5 separate regions of the Mus musculus genome follow, and regions 2, 3, 4 and 5 are each linked to region 1. Evidence: chromatin contacts called from public ChIA-PET, HiChIP or PLAC-seq and promoter capture Hi-C data. All regions are on one chromosome and are shown on one strand. Each heading gives the region's core, a stretch centred on a gene start, on an enhancer-like site or on the middle of the called end of the contact. The rest is flanking DNA. Distances are from core to core; before and after follow the strand shown. Region 1 holds the start of Sgcb (sarcoglycan, beta (dystrophin-associated glycoprotein)). Region 2 holds the start of Txk (TXK tyrosine kinase). Region 3 holds the start of Scfd2 (Sec1 family domain containing 2). Region 4 holds the start of Tec (tec protein tyrosine kinase). Region 5 holds the start of Slain2 (SLAIN motif family, member 2).

Region 1 (5,021 bases), core at 1,258-3,757:
TTAAGAGGATATATAGAGTCTGGGATAAAAAAAAAACAAAACAAAACTTGAGAACTTCCGATCTTGACCGTAAGTGTCATTAAGCAAGCGTGTTATGTAATAGAAACACAAAGGGGCCTGCAGGAATGGTTACTGCCCAAGTTGCACGCGTTTTTCAGAGCTCCGAGGCAATGCACTTATTGTAGAAGACAATGTACTAAGAACCATCATACTTAAGCACTGACACAGAAGTTGGACGTGAGAGAGGAGGACACGATCCTTTGCTGTAGACATTATGGACCTGCGTTGTGTTACAAGGCACGTGCACTCTATCATGTCAGGGTGCCCATGCCACAGAGGTCAAACGGGAGAGTGGGGACACCCTGGAGTTGGTGGGAAAATGAGAGGAGTGGGTGGGTCAGATATGGCAACACTGGGGGAGAGTGGAAGGAAGAGCCGGGCTGAGCCAGTTCTCAGCAGGGTGCAGGCTCTTCTAATCTTATGTTCTGTTTAACTGGGCGTCACTGGAGGTTACTGTGTGTTTCAGCATGTTGAACACGAGGTGAACACTTTACAGAGGTCGGCAGGCTCCTGCCTGTAATGTGGTAATGGAGGTTTGAGGTAATGAGGAGATAAACTAGGGTGGGCGAGAGAGACACATTGAGGGACATGTGAAGTGGAAGATGTGGTAACCGGCAAAAGTGTCACCATATGTGAGATGAACTTTTTCCTGGGGCAGTGCCTCTGCAAGTGCTGTGCTGCTGCTGCTGGTGGCCCCCTCATCTTCCTCTTCCTCCCTAATTCTCCTAATTTTTCTCCCCTTCTTCCTCCATCTCCTCTCCATCCTCCTTCCCCAAGCTCTTCCTCCTCCTCTTCTGCGTTTCTTTCTTTTCTTTTATTCAGTGTGTGAGGGGCACATACACCATGATATAAGCGTGTGGAGGTCAAAGGACAACCTTTGGGAGTTGGGCCTCTCACTTTACCAAGATGGTTCTCGGGACTTAACTCAGGGACTAAGTTGTCAGACTTGGTGGCTGTCACCTTTATCACTAAGCCATCTTGCCAGCCCCTCCTGAACACATTTACATTGAAGCAGACTCAAGCTCCAACTGAGACCTGGGATAGAGGAGCTGGGGAAGAAGATACCAACATCTTCCTTTGTTGATGAAGCTGGGGGAGAAGCTTTTTTAAGGGGCAGAAGTGCCAGGACCCAGTGACTGACACAGCGGGGGGCCTACCCTGACTCCCAAACAGAATAGATTACAAAGTTAGTGGGATCCCAAACACAAAAAGCAACCTTTCATGTTCGAATTATAAAGTTGAGGGAAGCTGGTCATTAAGCCCAATGCTTGTTTCTCCTTAGCTCTCTTCAGGCAGGCCGGCTCTGGTTAGGGTAGCCAAGTGGGCAGACCACTGTAACTTTCCGGTAGAATAGAAGCTCAGAGCATCAAGATGCATGCACAGAAGAACTGAGACCCCTCTAACCCAGAGGCTGTAAGGGGTAAACTAGGAAAACCAAGGAATGGCTTCATTCCCAACAAGTCCACTTGCCTATTGTCATAGAGGATTTCCGTGCTTGTTTAGCAGATTTCAGGTCTGTTTTTCATACCCCCTAGAATGAGTCCTCGAATATTTAATAGGTCTGTCGCTAAAATGTTAGCCACTTAAGAAACTATTCCCCCGTTGCATATCAATTTCACTCATTCACTTTCTCCCCGCAGTGATTTCGAAGAAATGAAACTTTTAAAGAGAAACCAGCTTACTGGTTATTTGCAAAGGGAAACAACAATAAAGAAGTGACTACAAAAATAGCTTTTTATTATAATAAGTCACTTTAGCAACTACTTGCACGAGCATGTGTTCACACACTTCACCCGCACACACACTTATGTGCGTGCTTAAGTTACAGCTTGATATCTGAAGGGAAGCCTTTAAACTATTCTAGGCTCACAACGAAGACCAGGAAACACTTGATAACGCATTTCTTAAAAAGTAATCTTAAACCCACTAGACACGGGTCAGTTTTATATTAGTATCTGAATCTCCGAGAAACCACAGTGGGCGGGGAATGGCAGAAGCAAGACCTGGCCACGATCCACGCCAGGCAACAGCTGACCACCACTTGGCTGGCATCGGTCAGCCTCCCGGCCCCGACTGACGTTATTTTTATCCGCATGGTTTCTGGCTGCGGAGAGGCACGTCCAGGCGCAGGCTCCGCAGGCCATGACCCGTGTCACTCCCGCAGAGGGACAGCTCCGCTCTCTGGCCGGCCGGGAGCCGCTGCCCAGGATCCAGCCCGGCCTTCGCCAGCATCTTGGCTGCGGACAGCTCCCGCCCTGCGGCCCCGCCCTGCCGCCTCGCTCCGCCAGCCCAGCCCTCGCGCCCTCCGTCGTCCCCGCCCTCTGTGGGGTCGCCCGGGCCACCCGGCTTCCCAATCCCTCGGCCGGCCGCAGCAGGCTCACAGACCTGCTCGGTCGCTGCCGCCGCCGCCGCCGCTGCCGCCATCTTGGCCCGCCGCAGCCCGCGCTTGCGCTCTGGCACTGGGGTGGGGCTCACACCCTCGATGGCCACGCCCTGTCACGCCCTCGCCACTCCCCCGAAAGAAATCCAGAGTGGGCAAGATTCTGTGTAGGTTCACATCCTTGCAGGGCGGTCCCTCACGACCGTAAGTCGCCCGCGGGTTGCATGGGTGTGGCAAGGATCTCTGGGGCATCCTCAAGTTCTTCGGAAAGGACGCCCTCAAAATCCAAAACATGCCTTTACCTTTATATCAACTCCCCGTCTTGGGATACTGTCCTGTCCTGAGCTGTGACAAACTGCAAGGGAGTATTTGAGTGTACTGGTGGGTGAGACTTGGGTGCAGATCAAGTGGAAACTTTAGGTAGCTTAAATCAAACTAGTCTCTTCCCCCTCAACTCCTCTGGAAGCCTGTGAAGTCAAGTCTGGCACTTTCTTTGAGGCATTAGAGGCAGATTGTCCATTTAATATTGGAGACTATATTAGGTCCTTAGGAACCTAACTTGACTCACAGTGAGCACCAGGAGACAGTCAGGTGCACATTGGTTGCTCTCTGCACTGATTAAGTTGAAAACAATAGAATGAGTAGCATCCTAAGTTCAAGAACTCCTCAGATGATGAGTAGTTTCTACAAACTACCCTAGGCCACCCAAGGGAGATGTCTGATTCAGCTTTTTCTCTCCAGGTACTGGGTCATTTTGCTTTTCTAACTCAGCTTCCCTGCTTCGCCTACTTCTGATGGCTGGCTGGCTGTGGAGTTAAATACTCTGACACACAGCAAATGTCTCCCAACCTTCCCCCTCTCTCATGCCTGATTTCGGATATAAGCTGTATCTATGTGGTCATTTGCCTGGTCCTGTCTTCTTCCCCAACTGCTAAAACTGCCTGGCTCTATCACTGGGACGAACCTGCGTTTTAGTCAGGAAGACTATGTAAATCACAACCCACAGGTTTGAAAGTCGGCGGTGTCTGGGTAATAGCTTGGCTCTGGTCCCATTTATCAACTTTGACAATAAGGCTTTTGACTGCTCCTGGGTTCCTGTGCCTCACTATTCACTATGCTCAAGTCGTTTCCTTTTTCTCTGACAGCTATACTCCTTTGTGTCCCCCAAGAACCCACCAAATGTCACATTCTCTTCAGAGCCCCCATACTCTGATTAGCGCTACTCTGTTTCTAACCTTGTGTCAGTCTCAATCACTCACAATAATGGAACTTATTAAATGTCTTCCAGAGCTGCCTGGCACTCCAGATTCTAAGCAGATAAGAAGCCCCACCTTGCTTTTTTTTTTTTTTTAACATGTCTCCACATAGGTACTTTAATAATGGATTTTTCTGAAGTCAGATGGACCTTGACTGTCTGAAGATGGGTCTCTTCTCCTTGGATTCCTCGTTGCTGAGGTGTTACTGACAGGTCACCCACTTGTTCTCATTGCCAATGTGTCTTCTTCTGGCTGCTGTTGTTTTCTAAGATTTGATATTATACGTGTATGAATGTTTTCCCTGCAGATATGTATATGTACCACCTGCATGCCTGGTGCTGGTGGAGGTCAGAAGAGGCTGTTAGACCCCCTAGGACTGGAGTTACAGTTATGAGCCACCAAACATGTGTAGGGAACCAAACTCAGGTCCTCTGCAAGAACAGCCAATGCTCTTAACCTCTGAGCCATCCCTCCGACCCAGCATGACTGCCCTCCGAAAAACCCAACAAGCGGCTGAAAGAGTCAGAGGCAGATATTTGCACCCAACCAATCAATGGACAGAAGCTGCTGACCCCTGTGGTTGAATTAAGGAAAAGCTGGAAGAAGCTGAGGAGGAGGGTGACCCTGTAGGAGGACCAGCAGTCTCAACTAACCTGGACCCCCAAGATCTCTCAGACACTGGACCACCAAACAGCATATGCTAGCTGATATGAGGCCCCCAACACATATACAGCAGAGGACTGCTGGGTCCCGGTTTAGTCAGAGAAGATGCACCTAACCTTCGAGAGACTGGAGGCACCAGGGAGTTTAGAGGTCTGGTGGGGTTGGGGAGGGAGAGGGTAGGGACATCTTCGTGGAGACAGGGGTGGGGCTGGGGAGGAAGTGTGGGGTGTGGAACAGTCAAAGGGTGGACCGGGAGGGGTATAAAATACGGAGCATAAATAAATAAATAAATAAATAAATAAATAAATGATTTTTTAAAATGAGAACCAATTCACAGAATTAACCACAAGGGTAGTGTTCGTCATGTCTAATGATGTTTTGAAGTTTTTTCCCTTCTGATGCATTTGGAGGGTGCTGTGTGCTTGCAATGTCTCTAATTCTCACAGCAGTCTTATTTTAACGGGAATTATACCAGTTCACTATGACACCCATTTGATATTCAGGATTTTATCTTGCATTATTCTGCTTTTACCATAATTTTCTCCCTTCCCTTCCTCCTTCCCCCCTCCCCTCTCCCCTCTCCTTTCCTCCTCTCCTCTCTCCTTTCTCTCCTCCCTCCCTCTCCTCTCCTTCCCCTCCCTCCCCTTTCCTTCCTTCACTTC
Region 2 (5,021 bases), core at 1,391-3,890, 890 kb before region 1:
TCCCAGTGTTAGAATGAGGTGTTTGATTTTAATTGGGCATGTTAATTAGGTGAGTCAAAGGGGGCTTTTGATTGCTGGACTTCAATACTTTCATAGCTGGACCTTGGTGGCCAGCCTCAGGAGGAGGAAGTGGCCAAAATAGGCGAATAGACCTTAGGGGTTTATTTAGGGTGTAATCTAACTGTTTAGAAAGGCAGAGGGAATGGAGAAGAAGAGCAAGGCCTGCCAGAGCTGTGTTTGCCATACTTGGGCTAGCCAGCGTCCCTTCAAGTTCTCTAACGGCTCAGCAGAGCTCACTGAAGCTGCAGTTAAACCCTGCTGGCTTGGAGCTAGAAAACCACTTCCATGTTCACAGACGCAGCAAAGACAAGAGCTCCGTCTTTTGTGCACCAAGTCTCAGAGGTGGCATCCCATTGTTTTTACATACTCTATCTGAGAGAGGTAAAGAGTCCAATGCCTAGGATGAGGGGTTGATCATACCTGAAAGTAGTTAGCACCAGAGGCCAGCCTAAAGGATGCCTATCCCAGCTACCCGGCTTATCCTCATATTAATTACAGTAATAATGGTCCATTAGCTTTGCAGGGCTGGTATGAGAGTACTCTGGGAATGGAGAGGCCCTGGAAATACAGTGCAATCAAAGTTTCTTACTGTACCCTCAGATCAAATGATGATAATGAACCTAGAAACCTGCATTTAAGCAGAACCCCCAGGCATGTATCAGGCAAACTGGACCATAAGATTACACACACACACACACACACACACACACACACACACATATATATACATATACACATATATATACATACATATGTGTATATATATGTATATATATGAAACATTTTTATATGGTTTTTCTTTCCACAAACAATAGATTAAAAGCATTCAAGAAGAGGTGAAAGGGAGAAATTTCTAATCCTTAGCTGCTGTACTGGGATCTTGCCATCTAAGTAAATGTCTGAGTTTGCTCTCACGGTAACTTAGCTGCCAAACACACTGGCAATTCCAACACTTCACAAATGTAACCTCACTGGAGGAGTGTCTTGGACCCTGTTCAGAGGCCACCATCATTCCTTTATGATCAAAACCCCACTCTATACAACTACCTCCTCTTCCCTTCCAGCAGCCTGTGACTCCAGGTCACCATGGCAGCCCCTTGAACAGTCAATGTGTTTGGCGCATACAAATAAGCATCCTTAAGTTTAAAACACCCTGGAGGGCACTTGGTGGTGCCTTGTCAATGGCGAATACTCATTATTTCACGCAGAAGAAAATGGAGTGGTTTAGCTATGGCTCATGGCAGAAGGACACAGACAGACAGACAGACAGACAGACACTGGATGGTACAGGGACATTGCATTAAAACCATTCCTCCCCCCCCAGGCCACGGGGAAATCTAAGACCCCATAGATAAGTAGTCTCCCACTTCATCCCTAGACAGCCTCTGCATCTACTTGCCTTACACGTAGCTGAGCCTTTCCTGTCATAACACATGGCCTTCCTTCCCCTGGTTCTGATCTCATGAGAAACAATCAAAGCCTTTAAAAGTCCATATTCTGCATCTGCTCAACATTATTCTGCCCTTGGGGAGGTGGGGACTCGTGACAATTCTTTGTATCTTTTTCTGTCTTGAGCTGCTTGGCCTATTTCTGATAACAAGAAACCTTTTTGTTGCTGTTGCTGTTGTTGTTGTTATTGTCTTGTTTTGTTCTTAGTGAATCAAACTGTAAATCATATTCAGGAAGGCACAACAAAAATAGCATTTGATTATTTTTATAAATCCTACCAATGTCTGGAGGTCCTAATAACGTGCTGTGGCTTAAAGAGATATGTAAAATTCGGTCAGTTTTTTCCTACTGCCAGCTAAAAATAAATCAGAATTCTGGCCTAATCTAGAATGACTAAGTTCTACTGATGTTTGATTCCCAGGGCATCTAGAATTAAAATCAGAGATCGTCTTTTTTTTTTCCTTTCCTAAACCCCTATACATAATTAGCCTCTCTTGAGTCTTAACTGTGGAGTGCTTCCAAAAATCGTCTTGAAGTCTTTCAAAGCAACTCTCAGATTAGTTGATGTGCTTGCCAGCTTTGCCCACTGTTTACTTGTGACGGCTATAGGAGGAGGCAGAAAGGGAGCGCTCACACTGTAGACTTGTTCATCCAACCGAGGTGCCAATGGGAACCTGTCAAAGCTGAGGCTAAACCAGAAAAGTCTGATCTCTTCACCCTCAACTCTGAGTTCATTATCATTCAAAAAACAAACATATCCCATCACACTGACCGAATTTCCACACATGCTAAGTACACAACTTTTTTTTTTTTTGCTATTGTCATCTGTATTCTCAATTCTCAAGTATATAATTTTATCAAGAGGCAGTGGACATTTAACTAAGCCACAAAATCCTGTCACTACATCTGAAGAAATCATCTTTAGGATTTCACAAATTCCTTGTTTTAGCAAAACCCACTCCTAGGGGTCACCAGTAGGCAACACACCCATAAACACGCTGTGACATTAAATGGTAAAGCCCATCTTACTCACAAGAGGACAGGATCATGGCGACCCTGCTTGCTGGCCATACACAGAAGCCTTGGTTCTTCAGCTCTGTTCCACTCACGGTAACACATCTTTCAACTGAAAGCATAGTTGTTGGCCTGTGACGTTTCTCACAGGCAAAGTTTACCCCACCTAATTTCCTGTTCTGAAAACCTCAAGAGTGTGTGAATGACAACCCAGTGGCCTACATAAGAAACTTCAGAGCTCTGTATCCAGATCTGAAGTGTTAGCACTTCCTTATACCTACGCTGTGGGTGTGTCTAGAAAACACTTTGAAGAAATCACAGAATTTCGGTAAAAGGGGCCTTCATAGTAGTCAACTTAAACTGTCTTCCCTGTGCTGATACTGGAATAAAGGACCATACAAGAAGAAATTTTACTTACTGGAGGGCTCATAGTGGTACAGGGAAAATCGACTTCTAGGATCATGAATATCCAAACTAGGATGTTTGGCCCTCTGATTTAGGACTGACTCTAAAGACTTGGTTTGGGATTAGGGGAGAATCTAAAGATCTGTTTTAAAAACTGGCTGAAGCTAGGTGTGGTGGCAAAAGTCTTTAATCCCAGCACTCTGGGAGGCAGAGGCGAGTGAGTTCAAGGCCAGCCTGGTCTACATAGAGTTCCAGGACAGCCAGGGTTACATAGAGAAACCTTGACAGACAGAGAGAAAGACAGAGACAGAGAGACAGACAGAGATACAGACAGAGACAGGAGAGGCAGAGAGACAGACAGACAGACAGACAGAGACAGAGAGACAGAAAGACAGGGACAGAGAAAAGAAAAGATTTAGCCTCAGCTTTGACAGGTTCCCATTGGCACCTCGGTTGGATGAACAAGTCTACAGCGTGAGCGCTCCCTTTCATTTGTTCTGTTTTCCCATAGGAAGCATTTGTATGGGCTATGGAAATGGCTCAGTGAGCAAAGTGTTTGACACTGAAGTATAAGGACCCAAGTTCAGAGCCAGAAAAGTTACATAATTGACAAGAGAGCACGGTCTCCCACCAGTAAACCAAGTGCTTGGGAGATGGAGACAAGAGATCCTGAGGGCAAACTGGCTAGCTAGACCAGCCAAATCAGCCAGCTCTGAGTTCAATGAGAGATTCTACCTCACTACACAAGGTGGAAAGCAATCGAAGAAAACACACAGCATCAACTCTAGCCCCCATATGCACACAGGCACATATGCACACATACACACATGTATCCTGCCCCCTGAGACCTACATGTGATAAGAAAGAGTATTTCAAATTGTTCACACAGGAACTCAACCTTCTTGTAACTTTCCTGAGCACACCCTGGTTCCTTTCACAGCTCATCCAGATAAAAGGAGAAGATAGGTGGGGCCTATCTTAGCAATAATAGTAAGGCATGCCTGCATATCACCAGCTGCTTGAAGGAGTTGATTAAAAAGTGTGTATGGTTTTGTGATGTGGGGAGTTGGAAGGAATATGGCACATTATGATGAGAATATTTCATTTTTTTATCCATTATAAAAGGAATGAGCTTAGCCTTCGGCCCAACCTTCAATATGGCGGCACAGACTCTTAACCAAATCGGTGGTTCTCCATGGTCAGAGGGAAGTCAGCAGCCAGCTCCAGTCTGTGTGCTCACCACATGCTCCAGGGTGGGAGGGATTACAGGGGCTACTGATATGGGAAGGGGGAGCTCTCAAATACCAAGAACAGTGTGTTGGATAGGAAATGGTTTCTACTGATGGGAACATGTGGGGCAACGGGCTACGCAGAGACAGCCTGGTCTCCAATCGAGCTTAGGTCTTGAACCTTGGTGGGACCCAGAGGGTGGTAATTTCCACCTACATGGGACAGAAGACGTTTCATCATGTCTCCTGGACCCCTGACTCCTGTCAAAGTTACAGCCCCCACAGGAGAGGCACATGCTATCAGTCTCGTAGGAACAGCACCAAGCCTTTCCACATGCAAATAAGGTTTCCCCCAAACTCTCAGTCCAAGCCAATGAGAGGTACCCGCTGTCGAACCCTGAATCACCCCCAGTACTGTATATAAATCCATTCAGGGAATTAAAGGTACGTGAGAACTACTTCTTCCTCTGAGTCTTTTGTTCCAAAAGCTGTATGTAACACTTGGGAAGAGATCTTCTCTCCCGAAGAGCCACCTGAGGTCCCGCCCCACTCCTCACTGGATAGTCGGCTTCTCATTGGCTCAGCCCCACTCCACTCAGTTCAGATTGGCTTGGAGTTACTGAGCGACCTGGAAGGCACAGCAGAGACTTCGTCTCCCTGCCTGCACTCACTTCCCTACACTGGAACCCTCGTACCAGGCCTGGACAGGGATCTCTGTGGAAAACCTCTGGCACCCACAAGAACTGGGTTAGCTTCTTCTCCTGAAGCTCGTGAGGAAAAGGAAACTGCAAGCGAAATTCACTGAGAGAAACTGGACATCAGGGCCTGGTGCAGGGTTGGGATGGAGACTTTCACTAATCCAGG
Region 3 (5,021 bases), core at 1,286-3,785, 880 kb after region 1:
GGGTTGGGGAGAACGGGGAGAGGGGAGGAAATAGGGGATTTTCAGAGGGAAAACTAGGACAGGGGATAACATTTGAAATGTAAATAAAGAAAATATCTAATTAAAAAAAGAGAGAATCTGAGAAAAGGAGGAAAATGGTCTATAGAGGACTGTTTAGCAGAAGTGAACTCATGAGAAGGTAGAGAGTGCTGAGCTAGTCTGCATAGGTAAAAACGTGAGGAGGGATGGAATGCTCCTTTGTAATGTGAAGGAAGGAGAAAACTGTACACAATGTGCAAGGGATTTGGTGATAAGGAGGTATGAAAACCTTCTGCAGGCTTATATTTTCTGTTTTATAGACTTCTGCCCTCTGTGAGTGACATGGCCACTGCTGCCCTCTTGAAATTAATTATAATTACCCTCAGGACACCCTCAAAAGATTGCGCCCAGTAGCATTTCCTCAGAACTGCCATTTAGTTTACTCTCTATTTTATGATCTTAAAACTCATCTAATTAAAATTTCAAATATACTTCTTACTGGTTTTTATAACATCATTCAACATTTTTTTTTTCTAACCTGGAAAGGGAATACTGGCTTAGACCAGTGTTCTGATTGTTCTCAGTGACCTTGAACAGCTAGCACATACTATTATTGAACTATATCTACTTAACTATAAAACAAAGGTGACCTCTAAAAATAAGTGCTCACATCATGAATCAGAATTTTCTTCACCTATTTTAAGGTTAGATTTCTTCCTCGCAGGTATAAATAATTATTACATTGCTGCAATTTGAGGTTGCTATACAAACTTCAATGCACATTTGAAAATATTTTCTACAATTCTTTTTTCCAACTTCTCATATGTACATTCAGTTTCACTTTTTAAAAAAGACATTTACCTATTTATTTGTATATGTGTGGGGGACAGTGCATGTGCAAGTCACACTGTGTGTGTGGAGATCAGAGAACAATTGGAGGAAGTCAGTGCTCTCCTTTCACCATGTAGGTACTAGGGAGCAAACGAAGGTCATTCCATGTGGAGCATGGTATGCAGCACCCCCTCTATGACCGCTACCGCCTTATGCTCCTGCCTCCTGGTTCCTGCCATGTTTGAGTTCCTGTCCTGATTTCCTTCAATGATCGACTATGGTGTGGAAGTGTAAGGAAATAAACCCTATCCTCCACAAGTCGGTTTTGGCCATGGTGTTTCATTACAGCAATAGACACCCTAATTAAGACAACTGGTATCTGGAAATGTCTAAGAGTCTCAGGTGATGGCAATTCCCTCCATGTCAAGGTCATCTCATTTTTTCCAGTCTCTTGGACTAGGCCCGGTTGTTTTATCAAAAGCAACGCACACTAAAGCCATATTTGCCCGCTTACAGCATTTAACAAATAAAATTGTGCTTTATCTATGTCCACTCTCCACTAGACAAAACTTAACTCCAGATGCTGTCAAATTAGGGGCTGGTTCTTTTAGTTCATCTTTATATTGCCAACCTCAATATGAGGCCAATAAACACATATGCTGAATCAATGAACAGATCCTCTAGCTAGGAGAGTGAAGATGAACAACTCCCAGAAATGCCACCTACCTGTGAGATCCAGAGTTCTATCCACAAAGACCACAGAAGCCCTGCCTGTAGCAGTCTTTTTCCTGTTCTTGGCGGGGGCATAATTTGCCAGATCTGTAGCGATGACCCGACTGAGGGGACCCACGGCGAAACACTCCTCTCGTACCCCTAGATGTTCACACAGAGAACTGAGGCCTGACACGAGGCATCTGATGTACAGCAGCAGCTCTGGGGTTAGGGCAGTGGCATCCACCTCACCCAAGCTGCTCAGCCTCCTCTTGTCGGGTCTGGCACTGTTAAGAGCGTGGACATCCTGAGGTAGCAGTGGGAAGAGGGTAGCAAAGGCTGGAGTAAAAGCGAGATGGGAGGCAACAGGGGCGAGAAACAACGGGACGTGGAGCACCTCGGCCGTATAGTTCTCGTTGCCCATCCACTCACAGAGCTTCTCCTCCAGCTGTTCGAACACCGGCTGCTGCCCCTCGAGCTCGGCCGCTGCAGCGGCCGGTACGTGGTTAGCAGTGAGGTGGACTGCGTGGCTCACGGCTGTGACCACCACACAGTGCTGAAAGTGACTGCGGCAAATGATACTCTGTAGAGTGTCTACGATCCGGCCTTTCAGCGGGCTGCTCAAAACGAAAACCGCCCGGGGCTGCTTGGCTCCCCCGCCAATGGCCTGGGGTTCAAATTCCCGCAGGTGACACGCAGGACCCTTCACCGCCTCCAGAAGCCGGCTGGATCCGCAGCTCCAGTGCAGGCTCTCGGCGCAGGCAGCGTCCAGGTAGACCACGGACCACTTCACTTTGGCCAGCACCTGCTCCCAGCCTTGCTGGGCAAAGGCCAGTATGCCCGCGGCGCTCATGATCCCGTATCGCCAGCTGGCCAGGGGTCTCACCGGCGTACGGGCGGGAACTCAGGTCAGAACGCAGGGCTTCCGGGTACTGAGTACTTTGACAGTCAACACAGTACACGTGGGCCTGTCTCTGACGCTCGGCGTTCGCGCGCGCGGTGATGACGTCTTAGGCGCTCATTGGCTGATCAGGCGCGCGGGCTGGCGGAAGGAACGTCTGCACTTGAAGGAGGAACGGAATGTGCTTACAGGGTCGATAGTCCCTGAAAAGCTGGAGGCAGCAGCTTTCTAGGAAAGAATTGAAATGGGTTTTGTTCGTCCCTCCCTTGTCAGCTCTCATCACCTTTTCCTCCAGGTTAAGAATTCTCGGGAATAATAAAACCTGGTCTGAAGCAAAGTACTTCCCCCATCTGAACTTGGAGAAGCCAAACAACTACTGCAACGTAATAGTTGGTCTTGTGTAGGTTATCTTCTGCGTTGGTGCACTCCAGCCTCGTGAAATACCTTTTGGGACCAGCAAGATGGCTCATAAGGCTAAAAGCGCTTGCAACACAAGTCGTATGACCTGAGTTTGATCCTTCGGACTCAATGTAGAAAAACAGGACCCGGAAAAATTGTCCTCCATGTGCCAATTGTGGAAAACGCACAATCACCCATCCCCAACACACACACACACCACATACACAGAGAGAGACAGAGACAGACACACAGAGAGAGACAGAGAGATCCTGTCTCCACACAGTCAAAAGGCTTTGGGGTCCATTTCACAGCTACTAAGATGAGAATTGGGTTGAGGAATAGATATACTGATCTACACATCTCAGTTTAGAACCTGTTTTATTATTATTATTATTATTATTATTTAATTGTGGAAACATGCATGAGATAAAAAAATTTAGTAATTTACTGTTCTAATTGTGTGTGTGTGAGTGAGTGTGTGTGTGTGTGTGTGTGTGAGTATGTGTGGACAGGATCTCATTGTGCAGCCCTAGCTGTCCTGGAACACATGATGTGGATCAGGTTCGTTGCAAACTCACAGAGATCTGCTTGCCTCTGCCTTCCTAGTGCTTGGATTAAACGTGTGTGCCACCATGTCCACCATTAGTCATTTTAAAATGTACAGTTCGGAAACATTAAAAAACATTCATGCTGCTGTACAACCAATCTTTGGAACTTTTTATTTTGCAAAATCAAAATAGTTTCAAAACTATATACCCTTTAAATAACAATTGCCACCCTCAACCTCAGCTCCCTGCACCCCCCCCCCAGCATTTGTCAGCCTCTACTTTAATCCTGTTCTCTTTGCATTGGCACTGTGGGTCTTATAATTGGGTCCCTGTACTATCTGCTTTATTGTGATTAACTTACTTCACCTAACATCATTCATCTAGTTGTGACACATGGCAATTGCTTTCATTTTAAAGTTTTATTCGTGTGTTTCTGTGTGTGAGAGAGTGTGTGTGTATACAGTTGGGTTTTGACCTCCCTAAAGCATATGCCACCATACCTGGTCTCTTGGCATGATTTGAGCAGTAATCTATTCATTGTCTAATTCTTATAGCTAAGCACTCCTTTTCATTACTTCTCAAAAGTATACTTCACAGCCGGGTGGTGGTAGGTGGTGGCGTACTCCTTTAATCCCAGCACTCGGGAGGCAGAGGCAGCAGATTTCTGAGTTCGAGGCCAACCTGGTCTACACAGTGAGTTCCAGGACAGCCAGGGCTACACAGAGAAACCCTGTTTCAAAAAAAAAAAGTATACTTCATATTAAATGATATCATTATTATTGACATTGTTCTGAGATGGAGTCTTACTCTGCTAGCCTGAGTCAAGCTCTAGCCCTGGCCTCCAGAGGACCTGGAAGGACAGGATGCACTGCCAGGCCTGGGTTAGCAGCAACATCACCATCATCATTGCTTAGAACAGCAATAAATAATGAGATGGCAAATAAGTATACTCAGGATAAATGTGATATTGTAGTGAGATGAGTTCATAATATAAGAAGCAAGAGACAGTCTATAAAATAGTCAAATTATTTAATGTCAAAGTTTCCCATGGCAAATGGAGAGATTAATCCTAACCAAGGAAGCATATCCATACAAGGATTCAGTTTAGGAGGAAAGAAGGAAGGAAGAGGCTTTGAAGGATGGTCATTAGAGCTTTATGAGCTTCTCTGCTTTGTAGAAATCATTTTCAAAGCTTAGCTCAAGTGCTACCTCCACCACGCAGGCCTCCTACCGCATTCACCACCATTCATTAATCAACTCGTTGTTGATGTCTAAACTCTTTGTCTAGACAATGATTTGAAAGACAAACTCTTTTCCAGACTGGAAAGAAAAGCAATTCACTCTGCAAAAGACAATCAACTCTCTCATGAAACCACCCAATTTTACTTTAGATGCACTTAACAGTGAGAATGGAGCTAACCACGGTGTGGTGGTGGTAACTGCCCACGGTACTCTCAAGCAGATAGTATCAAAGGCCAAAAGGATATGGTGCACCATACAACAGATGGAAGTGAAAGTTAAACAAGACGAAGGCAGATTTGGCCTAGTGAAGATTCTGGGGAAAGTGGCTATGTAGTCAATAAGACTTGTGGTCTAAAAGAGAGTTTAGCTCT
Region 4 (5,021 bases), core at 1,778-4,277, 780 kb before region 1:
CACGCAAAAGCCCGCACACTGATAAGAACAAAGACATGCCAGCGCACAGCATCAGGAAACTTAGAGATGGTGGGAAAGAAGAGAATAGTTCATAACCTCACAGAAAGAGCACAGCAGGGCTGTGGATTCCACCCCAGCTACACGCAGAGATTAAGGAGCCAGAAGTTCATAACCTAGAAGATACTGAAACAGTGCCTTTGAAATTTCCATCCCAGGATTCCACACTCAGCCAGTCTGCAAATTGTGAAGGGAAAATGGATAACTTCAGTTAGAAAGACTGAGATCCTGTGCATCCCTTTCCAGGAAGCTTCGAGGATTACACACACACACACACACACACAAAACCCAGGAGATGGGACACAGGAAAGAGATAATGGGGATTCCCAGGAGGCTAGTGACAGAGCAGCCTCTGAGTGACAGTTGCAATACATAAAAAAAAAAAGTCCACCTCTCCAAGTGTATGGCAAACAAGAAGGTTCATGTTCAGCTTCTTGGGGCAAATAAAGTAGAGAGAAAACCTGGTTTCTTTAAGAGAAGGCTTGGAGAATCGGTCAAGAGTTGCAGATTGAATTAATGAGAAGTACACACACACACACACACACACACACACACACACACGCCAAACAATTACTAATCCCAAGGAACACAAAAATATGTGTTTAGCTGAGCTGTGAATATTGACCTAGCCATAAATCGTGTGGCTTATCTTGATCTAGCTACTTCAGAGCCCAGATTCTGTGCCTACATATATTTAAATTTGTTTGCTCCTTCTGGTTTCCCAATAGCAACCTGTTTATGGGGTTTTGGTTGTTGTTGCTGCTGCTGCTGCTGTTGTTTTAATTCCTTCCTTTTTTTTTTTTTGCCTTTACAATGGAAATGTAATTTTCAACCTCTACTTCATGGTAGCTTTGGTCATCTGTGCCCTGAGCAGTCAAACATGCAGTCAAATTAGTAGTTATAATCTGACCCAAGTAAGGACTGGCTGACCCAGGCAGAGATTGAAAGGCAGGCCTAGGTGGAGACAAGCATGGAGATACAGATAAGGTCTACGCCCTCTCCTCTAGGTGGCTTGTGGTTGTTTTTTCCAACAAATCTCTTCTAACAGCATAATCACATGGAATGAGATCATTTTCCCATGATCAGAAGTCAATTTCATTCCTTTCTTACAGACTTGAATGCCCCGCGAAGGACCTTAATGCTTGATACGAATTCAACTTCAAAGACTCTGCTTCACCTGCTGCTCACTGGACGAGAGCAGAGCTTCTACGGGCTCTGAACAGGGACAAAGTCCACAGACACTTACTGAGAATCCACAGGGGAGCCATCAGCAAGCTGAGTATCAACAAATGATCTTCCCCAGATGGGAGTGGAGGGAGTGGGGGGGGGGTGAAGTAAATGCCAAAATCTAGTAGGATGGGTGCAGGGAAGGAAGAGAGGCACCAACCAGGGCAGCCTGGAGAACCTGTAGGAAGAGGTGTGGTTAGAGGCCCTGGGTGCGGGGCGGGGAGGGGGGGGAGCGAGGGGGGGGATAGGGGGAGGCCAGGCATTCTTCAAGAACACAAATGTGCCAGTAATTGTCCACAGTATCTCCATCCTCCTTTAAGGATCAGCTGTAGGGAGAGAGGTTACACATAGCCCCAGCCCTGTCTGTAAACAAGACCACCTTGTTGTAAGGGAATCAAGAAAACAGTGTGGCAATGCTAAACCTTGCATTCCCACCCTAGATTCTTTCCAATCTAGAAAGAGAGGGAAACTCTAGGCCAAAGATCCATGTAGGGCAAAGGTATCGCCTACTAGAGCGCTTCACTGATTTGCATGTGTTTACAATACCTGTCCCCACACAATTCCACAAACCCGAAGGCACACACCCTTGTGGGAAGAACGAGGGTGATTTACATAGGCACCCTACAGAAAGCACCCCTGAGCTGGCAAGGAGAGGAATAGTGATCGGATTCATAAGTGTATGGCGAAAAGATAGGTCTGTCTTAAACAATGAAAATGTAACTGGACGACATGGATGTTTTCAAATACTTAATGTGTAAGTTTAGCCACAGCTCCCCCCAACCCCCGCCTCGCGGAAAAAAATCAAGCTCTTCCTTATTTTGAGTCTATAGACCACAGAGCTACAGTGTCGATCACTCAGCTATTAAATCCCAAATCTTACTTAGGAGACTCGATGCTTCCTCCTACCGCGCCTCGGCTCTGTAAAAGAATTATATAGACGGGAATAGGTTGTCAGAGTTTCCTTAGAGGAAAATGGGAACTCACTGGAAAAATGTAAAACCTCTGCTTAAAGCATGCAACTATTCTGTCTGGATAGGCTCCAAACCCACTTAACCAAGCCAGCCACCCAGTTGTCCCAATTTAACACTGCGATCAACTCTTCTAACCAAATATTCCACTTTCCAAAGATAAGCCCGAATGGGACCTGGTACACAGAAACATATTCGCCAACGACAGGAAAAAGTTAAGAAATGTCAGATCCAGGGGAAATTGCACAGTCTCGGGACAAGGTCCACGTAGTTTTTCCCACTTTGATTCTTCGAGTCCCTGTTTATCAAGATCCAGATACCACTTTCCAGAAGAGAAAAATAGCTAAAGAAGTACGTGCACCTGCTCGGGCACAAGCAACTGTGGACTGTCTTCCTGGATTCGAACTTTACCGCGGGACAAGCAGAAAGAAGAAAGGCCCCCTGCCGCTCAACTGGGAAAGGAACTCAATCGCGAGTCCTCTCGGCTCAGATACCAAGTCCAAAAGGGCTCAGATCTGCAGCCACCGGGGAAGGCGCGGCCATCAGGGGAGCGCACCTGTCCCTTCTTCCTGGCCCAAGGGGGACGGGCCTCTGACCTGACGCAGAGAGTCCGCTCTCACCTCCGTGAGAAGGGTAGAAAAATCCTCCCTAATCCCACTAAGGTCAGTCTCCCGCAGGTGGAGGCCAACTCCGTGAGCGCCGAGAGTCCCTTGGTTCTTACCTTGACGGAGCGCGTGCCGAGACAAGCCAAGACAGAGCGACGTCCAAACTGCGGAGCCCGGAGCTCGGCAAGCGCTGACCAAACCCATCGGCCACGCCCACCGCCCGGCTCCTCCCTGGCCCCGCCCCCTCGCCGCGCCGCCTCTGCCCTCCGCTGCCCACAGCGCCAGTGTCCCACCTTCCTTCCGCGATTTCAAAGCCAAAGGGAAGAATCGGAGCTCGCGGTCCTGCGGCCGAAGTTCCAGGGAGCGTCTCTTATCCAGACAGACGCGGCGTGGGGTCTCTCTAAGTCCGGACTTCCCATCCTAAGAGAACCGTCCAGAAAAATGCTCCTTCGTCCCCGGCTCGGAGAGCCGGTAGCAATAGCACTTGTGGGTGGCTAAGAACCGACCTCCACTTCCGCTTAGCCCCTCGCGGGCGAAACCGGATGATGCTGTGCTCTGGGGTGATAGAAGAATGGGTGGCTTGACTGACAAGCCTGAAGCATCAGAGCCTAGCATAGGGTCACCCACTTACATTATTACTGTTGATACACTAATAATGAAAACAACCTTCAAGTTATTCACTTTAAATACTGTAAAATTCTTAGACTCCAGGAAAGAACGTGCCGTTTGTCACCTAGCTAGCTAGCTAACTGAGAAGCTGTCCTGGAAAGGCTGGGGCTGTAGATCAGTGGTACAATGTTTGCTTAACATGCACAAGGCCCTGGGTTTGATTCCCTACTTTCAAGTCTAAGTTGTCTTTGATGGTAGTCTTGAGTCTTAGCCACTGTTATCTGATCTCATCCATCCTGTACTGTCAGACAGGCATGGTGGCCCACATATTTTATTCCAGCTGAGAGGGCAAAGGCAAGCCCATTTCTAAGCATTTAAGGCCAGTCTGGTAAACATAGTGGTTTCCAGGCCAGCCAGGGCAGGGATATGAGGACCTCTCAGAAGGAGAGAGACACAGGATAGGACTGTAATGTTCATAATAGTCCATGGGAATAAAAGACTGAGTTCGCCTTTGGGATGGAGAGAGAAATTAATTTGTAAAATGCTTGCTATGCCGAAGGTTGATCAGGTAGAGCCCATGTTTTTAAAAAAAAAAAAAAAGGAAAGAAAGAAAGAAAGAAAGAAAAAGGGAAGAGAAAGAAAGGAAGGAAGGAAGCTGTTTTTCACCTGTACTCCAGAGCTGGAGGCAGAACCAAGCATAGCTTGGCCAGTCAATCTAGCCCAACTGGCCAGCTCCGGGTTCCATGAAAGACTTTATCTCAAATAATATGGAAGAGAGCAATTGAGAAAGACACTTAGCCTCTGACCTCCACAGTGGAGCCTTTACATAGGGAGAAAACCAATATACCGGTAAGCAAAGAAACCATTTCACAGGTGAGAAATGTCTTGGCTGAAATAAACTGGGGTAATGAAAGAGAGATTGATGAGGAAGGAGGACTTCTCAAAGGAGGACTCTGTGGAGCTGAGGTTGAACAGTGAATCAGGCAGCCAACCTGAAGACGACGCTCGCGATCACGTGTGCAGTCACGTGTGCAGTAAGACTCCTCCCCGACACGGCTCAGGACTTAAAAGCAGTGCCTCCCTGTGCTATTTCTCCTGTGATCATCTTAATGACCCGAGAAGTCAGCTGACAAGATTCCATTTGACAGGGAAAGAACTAAGAGCAATTTAAAGGACTTGCCTAAAGTCATATAATTAGGAAGGGGCCGGGAATGGGAGGAGAACGCAGAACTGAACCAATGATTCCTGACTCCAGTTCCTCTCCTCCCGGGAAGGCCTCCAGTGTAATGAGCCAAGCTCTGAAGGAACCTTCCCTTTTCTCTCCTGCCTCTCATTCCCTTCAAGAGCTTATTTCCCTGCCATGCAGAGAGATGTCCCTGGGGGAGCAGGGGCTTGAATCTGTGAAACTGTATGTAAAAGAGTAGAGGCACATGTGCGTGCAGAGAGCAAGTTACTGCTACCAGTACTGCAGTGAGTGAGTGTGTGTGTGTGTGTGTGTGTGTGTGTGTGTGTGTGTAGAGTGTAGACTCGGAAGCTTATCATATTGATACCACTT
Region 5 (5,021 bases), core at 1,694-4,193, 730 kb before region 1:
GATCTTCTGGCTACTGTGTATCCATCAGGCTATCTGTAGCAAAGGGGATGTGTCCATTAAAAGAGAGGGGAGGAAACCACAGGGGAGAACAAGGGCAATTTGAACCAGAGTCCTAAGGGTCCCCCAGTTGGGAGGTATTTAAACCTATTCTGAATGCAAGGCGGCATGACCTACTTAAGAAGTGGATTTGGTGGGTGAAAGAACAAGATCAATAAGGATTATCACAGTTTTTATCCTTAACATAAAAAAAAGAGCTTTTACTATTACAGTGTAGTATAGAGCAGATTTGACTTTGTGCTCAGGTATCTGTGATATATATATATCTGTCTGTATAAATTATAACTTTAGTTTTGTTTTGAGACAGGTTCTCTGTATGTAATCTTGGCTGTCTTGGAACTTGCTATATAGACCTGGGTGGCCTCAAACTCACAGAGTTCCTCTGGCTCTGCCTCCTGAGTGCTGGTATTAAGGCAAGTACCAGCACAACCAGCCAACTTCAGTTCTTGGCATACAAACTTTATTATAGATAGAGTCAGAAAGATCAGGAGTTCAAGGGCATTCCAGACTCCTAGTAAGTTCAAGGCTAACTGGAACTACAAGACAAGCTAACAAATGATTAAACCATCAGGTGCTCAGAACAGACCATCTATTACACACACAGAACAGACCATCTACTACACACTTAATATTTACTAAATTAAAAACAATGTGTAGTAAGGCAACTGGGTTAAAAAATGTCTTCTATGGATTTCTCTGTATGAGCATATTCATACTTCTATTTTATAATCATGACTCACCAGAATCCTTCACTTCTTGGTAATAGATTTGTTATTAGAGATCACCTAATTTACACATTCGGACAAAAGGCAAGGCCCAGATTAAAGAGAGAGAAATAAAAGTTCAAGGACCACGTTCATGGGAAGAGGAGACCTTGCCAGCGGAGCGGATTCTGATCACCGATCTGCATGACCTCTGGCTCTCTCAAGACCGCTGATGCTAACTTCATAATGGTAACTGACTTTGTCAAGGAGTATGTCTAAAGAATTCATTAGAAATGTGGCGAACATGGGAGTTGGACTCCATGTCATAAGCTGATAATGTAAATGTATTACTGCGATGTGTGATTTCATCTTGGTGGTGATTCCTTCAGCAATGAGATCAGATATGTCAGGCAGTGTCATAACATTTAATGTGCATCACACAGATAATGCATTTTGTTTTACAAAGGCATCCTGTTAATGGGTCTGTATAGCTAGGGACATAGTTATACTTGACAGCAAACTGTAGCACCCTCAAAGAATTTAATTTTGGTGTCTGTCTGGGGGTTGGGCTATCAAAACATATCTTCCGTTTAATTTCAGCACAACAGGCACTGACTGTGCACTTTGTCAGCCTCATAAGCAAGGAAAATGGAATGATTCCTTTTAATCAGCTGTACAGATCAAGCCAAAGACTTGCTAGGAAAAAATGTAATTAAAAATTACAAATATCTGTAGCCAACTATTGAGGTGATGTCAGCACAAAGACAGTAACTCCTTCAGGGGTTTTTCCAAAGAGGCATCAAACATGGTAGGTAGGGTAGTCGAAGCAGGGAAAATACAGCATGGAAAGGCAGGAGGGTTAAGTCTTATGTGAGTCCACACCCGGGTGTAATAAGACTGGTTCGGGTGTAATAAGACTGGTTCGAGGGTGGAGGAGGCAATTGGAGTCAACTGCAAACATCAGCCAAAAATTTGAGAGACCAGGCACGGTTGGCTGCTTACCGTATAAGTAAACCAAGCAGCTCACAACTGACAACTGTGGAAGAGTGAGCCAACATGACAGAAAAAAAGCGTTTAAGTTTTGTTTGCAGTCGCTTCCACCAGTACGCATTATAAACAGATGCCACCGAGGGCAGAATTTTACATTTACCACCCCTCAACATTCTCTATTGCCTGTCAACGGGTTGCTTGAATACTTTTCATGTACAAGTTAAAAAAAAAAATTCAAGGAGCATATGCCTTTAATCCCAGCTTTTGAAAAAAAGGCAGAGGATGAGTTTTTCGAGGTCAGCCTGGTCTACAGAGCGTGTCTCAGGACAGCCAGGAATACACAGAGAAACCTTGCCTCAAAAAACCCAAAAAGTCAAGACATACTATTAAAAAGTCTTTTGGGGGCGAAGGGAGAACCCAAGGAATACAATGCACATTAATTACTACCGTTGAAAGATTAGTACAGAAGTGTTTTCCATCATCCTCTTGTCTCTGGACCTGTAAACCTTAAGCCAACGAAACAAAACAACCCCTGCCCACGTGTTTTAAACGGATGAAATAATGCCTTTAAAAGTGCTTAGCGCAGTGTCTGGCTTATAGGAACCACTCAACAAATTACGGTTATCATTTTGACTTCCGAGCTCTGAACCATTCGGGATTCGGGTTCTCATTTTCAGGGGATGGAACGGACGAGCCACAGATGGTCTCTGGGGCTGCTGCCAGCTCCGACAGTCTCCGGTTTCAAGCAGGAACCAACTCAGTATTGCCAAACAAACCAAGGGAACGGTCCATGCGACCAGGCGGGGCCGTCCGACCGCGAGTCTCCGCACAGACGCCTAGGGCGGGGCTGAACCCGAGCCCGAGCCCGAGTCGGAGCCGGAGCCAGAGTCCGGTTCTGGGTCTCACACCCGCCCGCGATGAGCTTTGGGGAGGGTAGGCGGCCAGGGCAAAACTCCAGCGATAGCTTAGCCCAGCCCGGCCGGGCCCTGCCCACCTTTGCCGGCGCCCACCACACCCCTTCCGGCCGGGGCCCCGCCCCAAACAATGACCACGCCCCTCCGGGCCCTGTCCCGTTTCAGGCCCCGCCTCCAGCCCCGCCCCACCGCGAGCCGGGCGCTTAGTTCTTTCAGCCCGCGGGCGGCCACGTCCTCCCCCGACGCTCTGAGGTCACCGACCGGGCTGGCCGGCAGGGGGCGGAGGGACGGAGGGAAGATGGCTGCCGAGGCCGGATATTGGCGCCGCCTCCCCCAGTCGCGGAGCCGGCGCAGATGAGGCGGTTCGGCTGGGGCCAGCGGCGCTTCGCAACCCGAGCCGGGGAGACCCTGGCGGTGGGGCCTGGCCCTGCTCTATGCCGGCGCCTCGGCTAGCGTGAGCGGTGGCGGTAACGCCTCTCTTTCCCCCCGACCCCGCGCTTCCCCTGCGGCTTGGGGAGTCGGAGCGGGCGGCGCGGCCGGCATGGAGGACGTTAACTCCAATGTGAACGCGGACCAGGAGGTGCGGAAGCTGCAGGAGCTGGTGAAGAAGCTGGAGAAGCAGAACGAGCAGCTGAGGAGCCGCTCGGGAGCCGTGCAGGGTGCAGGCCTCCTCGGGCCCGGCAGCCCAGCTCGGGTCGGCGTGTCCACCCCTTCGTCGGGCGCGGCGTCCCCTCGGGGCTTCCCGCTGGGCCTGGGCGCCAAGGCCAGCGGCGGGGCGGGCTCCGGCCCGCGACGGACCAGCAGCGAGGACCTGCGGGACGCCACCTCCTTGCTGGCGGCCGGCGAGGGAGGCTTGCTGGACGAGGTAGAGCCGCTGCGGCCCGACGAGCTGGAGCGCTTGTCAGGCTGGGAGGAGGAAGAGGAGAGCTGGTGAGCGCGGGGCGCTGGGCCCGGTGGGCCTGCGGGGCGGAGGGGTGTCCCTGGGGGAAAGCAGGGTGGGCTCGGCTTGTGGTGGGGACGCTGGCTTTTGCCTGTTTCTGCTGCGGGCGGGCAGGTCCGCTGGAGTTGGGGGGTTTCGAGGCGTGCCTTGGAAACGGGTTTGTAGCTAGTTCTCTGGGTCGTGGAACCTCTGGGTGCAGGACCCAACTGGACCCAGATGGGATCTGTGGCTTGGCACAGTCCCCCGTGGGCCCGCACGCTCAGAGCACTCAGAGGGTACCAAGCTGCTTCGTAGGAAGGGATCCTGCTTTGTGTGAAAGACGGGCTTTCGGATGGTGGTCTGAGCGGTTTGGATTGTAGGGAGGGGTCTGCTTCAAGAGGTAACAACCAGGTGCGGGGACATAGAGAGTAGCTACTAGCAGGCAGTGCTTTGGACCGGAGTGAGATGGGGATGTTTGTGGGGAGGCCGGGTGGACGTCACTCCCCTTTGGGTAGTGGGGGGAGTAAAGCTTTGCTTTGTGTGAGGAGGGCAGTGGAGAGGGATGGGGCTGCTTTGTGTGAAGTCGGTGGTGGATCGGGGAACCCTGAATTTTATATTGGAAAACAAGAATTGCATACGACATAATTTCGGAGCCGTGAAGCAATAGTTAGTTATCCAAGCTGACTATCATTTCCGTGCCTGCCATCCTGGAGGCAGAGAAAGGGTCCTAGTTAAAAATCTAGACCAAAGCCGGAGTTATCACGAGGCACCTCTTGACGAGCTGAGGTGACCCCACACCTTAAAGTCACACTTTTCGGTAGGCCATGAGAAGCTTTCCCTCGAGTTTTATTTTTGATTAAAAAAACACCTGCTGGAAATATCCTCATAATTCATCCGTTCTTGAAGTCCTAACTTTTAGCTAGAACGTTTATGCTGTTGACATTAAAACTTCTCTGAAGTCGAAACCTCTCGTGGACTGGTATCCAGGCCTCTAACTTTGAAGAATTCTAAGCACTGCCTGGATGCAGGCCCTAGATTTGCCACTTTAAAGGTTTCTGACCTTGGAGAAGTTACTTTGAGCGTCACTTTTTTCCTCAGAGGAAAATTATCATTCTTGTGTAGAGTTCTGAAGGTTAAGTCAGATAATCCACATGTACTTTTAGCAGTGGGTGGCTTGGCATACAATAAATTCTCCAGGACTGGGCACTGGTAGCCTTAAGCCTGGCTATTTAAATCAACACTATTTTGTGAGTTCACATGTGATCCCTGCTGTGGGAGAGTCTAAAGATTCTTAAGTGCTGATGCCTGTGTGTGAGGCCCTGGCAGTCCTAGTGAGAGCTAAGTCTTGGGCAGTTAAACAAGATAGAATGTATACACCGTGAGGTGAGAGGAGAGCTACAGAACAGGAATGCTGATTGTGCAGACGCTAGCGCCTTG

What was found. ChIA-PET counts read pairs in DNA pulled down with a chosen protein or histone mark. HiChIP or PLAC-seq counts read pairs in DNA pulled down with a chosen protein or histone mark. Capture Hi-C pulls out chosen DNA fragments and counts their contacts.
Region 2: a contact with region 1 is called in an RNA polymerase II ChIA-PET map of memory CD8 T cells, with 10 read pairs. The contact joins the promoter of Txk here to the promoter of Sgcb in region 1. A contact is called at or near these places in 1 of 115 datasets of contacts at active chromatin or transcription factors (memory CD8 T cells) and 1 of 9 other capture datasets (liver).
Region 3: a contact with region 1 is called in an H3K27ac HiChIP or PLAC-seq map of embryonic stem cells, with 5 times the contacts expected there. The contact joins the promoter of Scfd2 here to the promoter of Sgcb in region 1. A contact is called at or near these places in 5 of 39 promoter capture datasets (embryonic stem cells, hippocampal neurons, liver and 2 more), 1 of 484 Hi-C or Micro-C datasets (embryonic stem cells), 8 of 115 datasets of contacts at active chromatin or transcription factors (astrocytes, bone marrow-derived dendritic cells, cardiomyocytes and 5 more) and 1 of 9 other capture datasets (adipose tissue).
Region 4: a contact with region 1 is called in a promoter capture Hi-C map of adipose tissue. The contact joins the promoter of Tec here to the promoter of Sgcb in region 1. A contact is called at or near these places in 1 of 39 promoter capture datasets (embryonic stem cells), 1 of 484 Hi-C or Micro-C datasets (double positive thymocytes) and 1 of 9 other capture datasets (adipose tissue).
Region 5: a contact with region 1 is called in a promoter capture Hi-C map of adipose tissue, with 2.4 times the contacts expected there. The contact joins the promoter of Slain2 here to the promoter of Sgcb in region 1. A contact is called at or near these places in 5 of 39 promoter capture datasets (HPC-7-derived erythroid cells, embryonic stem cells, hippocampal neurons and 2 more), 1 of 115 datasets of contacts at active chromatin or transcription factors (large pre-B cells) and 1 of 9 other capture datasets (adipose tissue).

The regions. Positions count from the first base shown.
Region 1 is chr5:73,645,230-73,650,250 of GRCm38.p6, forward strand. Sgcb (sarcoglycan, beta (dystrophin-associated glycoprotein)) reads right to left here and starts at 2,508. Exons shown (of 6, transcript NM_011890.5): 1 at 2,446-2,508. The coding sequence starts at 2,484.
Region 2 is chr5:72,750,137-72,755,157 of GRCm38.p6, forward strand. It overlaps Txk (TXK tyrosine kinase), which reads right to left and starts at 2,641. Exons shown (of 15, transcript NM_001122754.2): 1 at 2,543-2,641. The coding sequence starts at 2,558.
Region 3 is chr5:74,529,207-74,534,227 of GRCm38.p6, forward strand. Scfd2 (Sec1 family domain containing 2) reads right to left here and starts at 2,536. Exons shown (of 9, transcript NM_001114660.2): 1 at 1,576-2,536. The coding sequence starts at 2,413.
Region 4 is chr5:72,865,421-72,870,441 of GRCm38.p6, forward strand. It overlaps Tec (tec protein tyrosine kinase), which reads right to left and starts at 3,028. Exons shown (of 19, transcript NM_001113460.2): 1 at 2,974-3,028.
Region 5 is chr5:72,911,419-72,916,439 of GRCm38.p6, forward strand. It overlaps Slain2 (SLAIN motif family, member 2), which reads left to right and starts at 2,944. Exons shown (of 8, transcript NM_001113423.2): 1 at 2,944-3,595. The coding sequence starts at 3,207.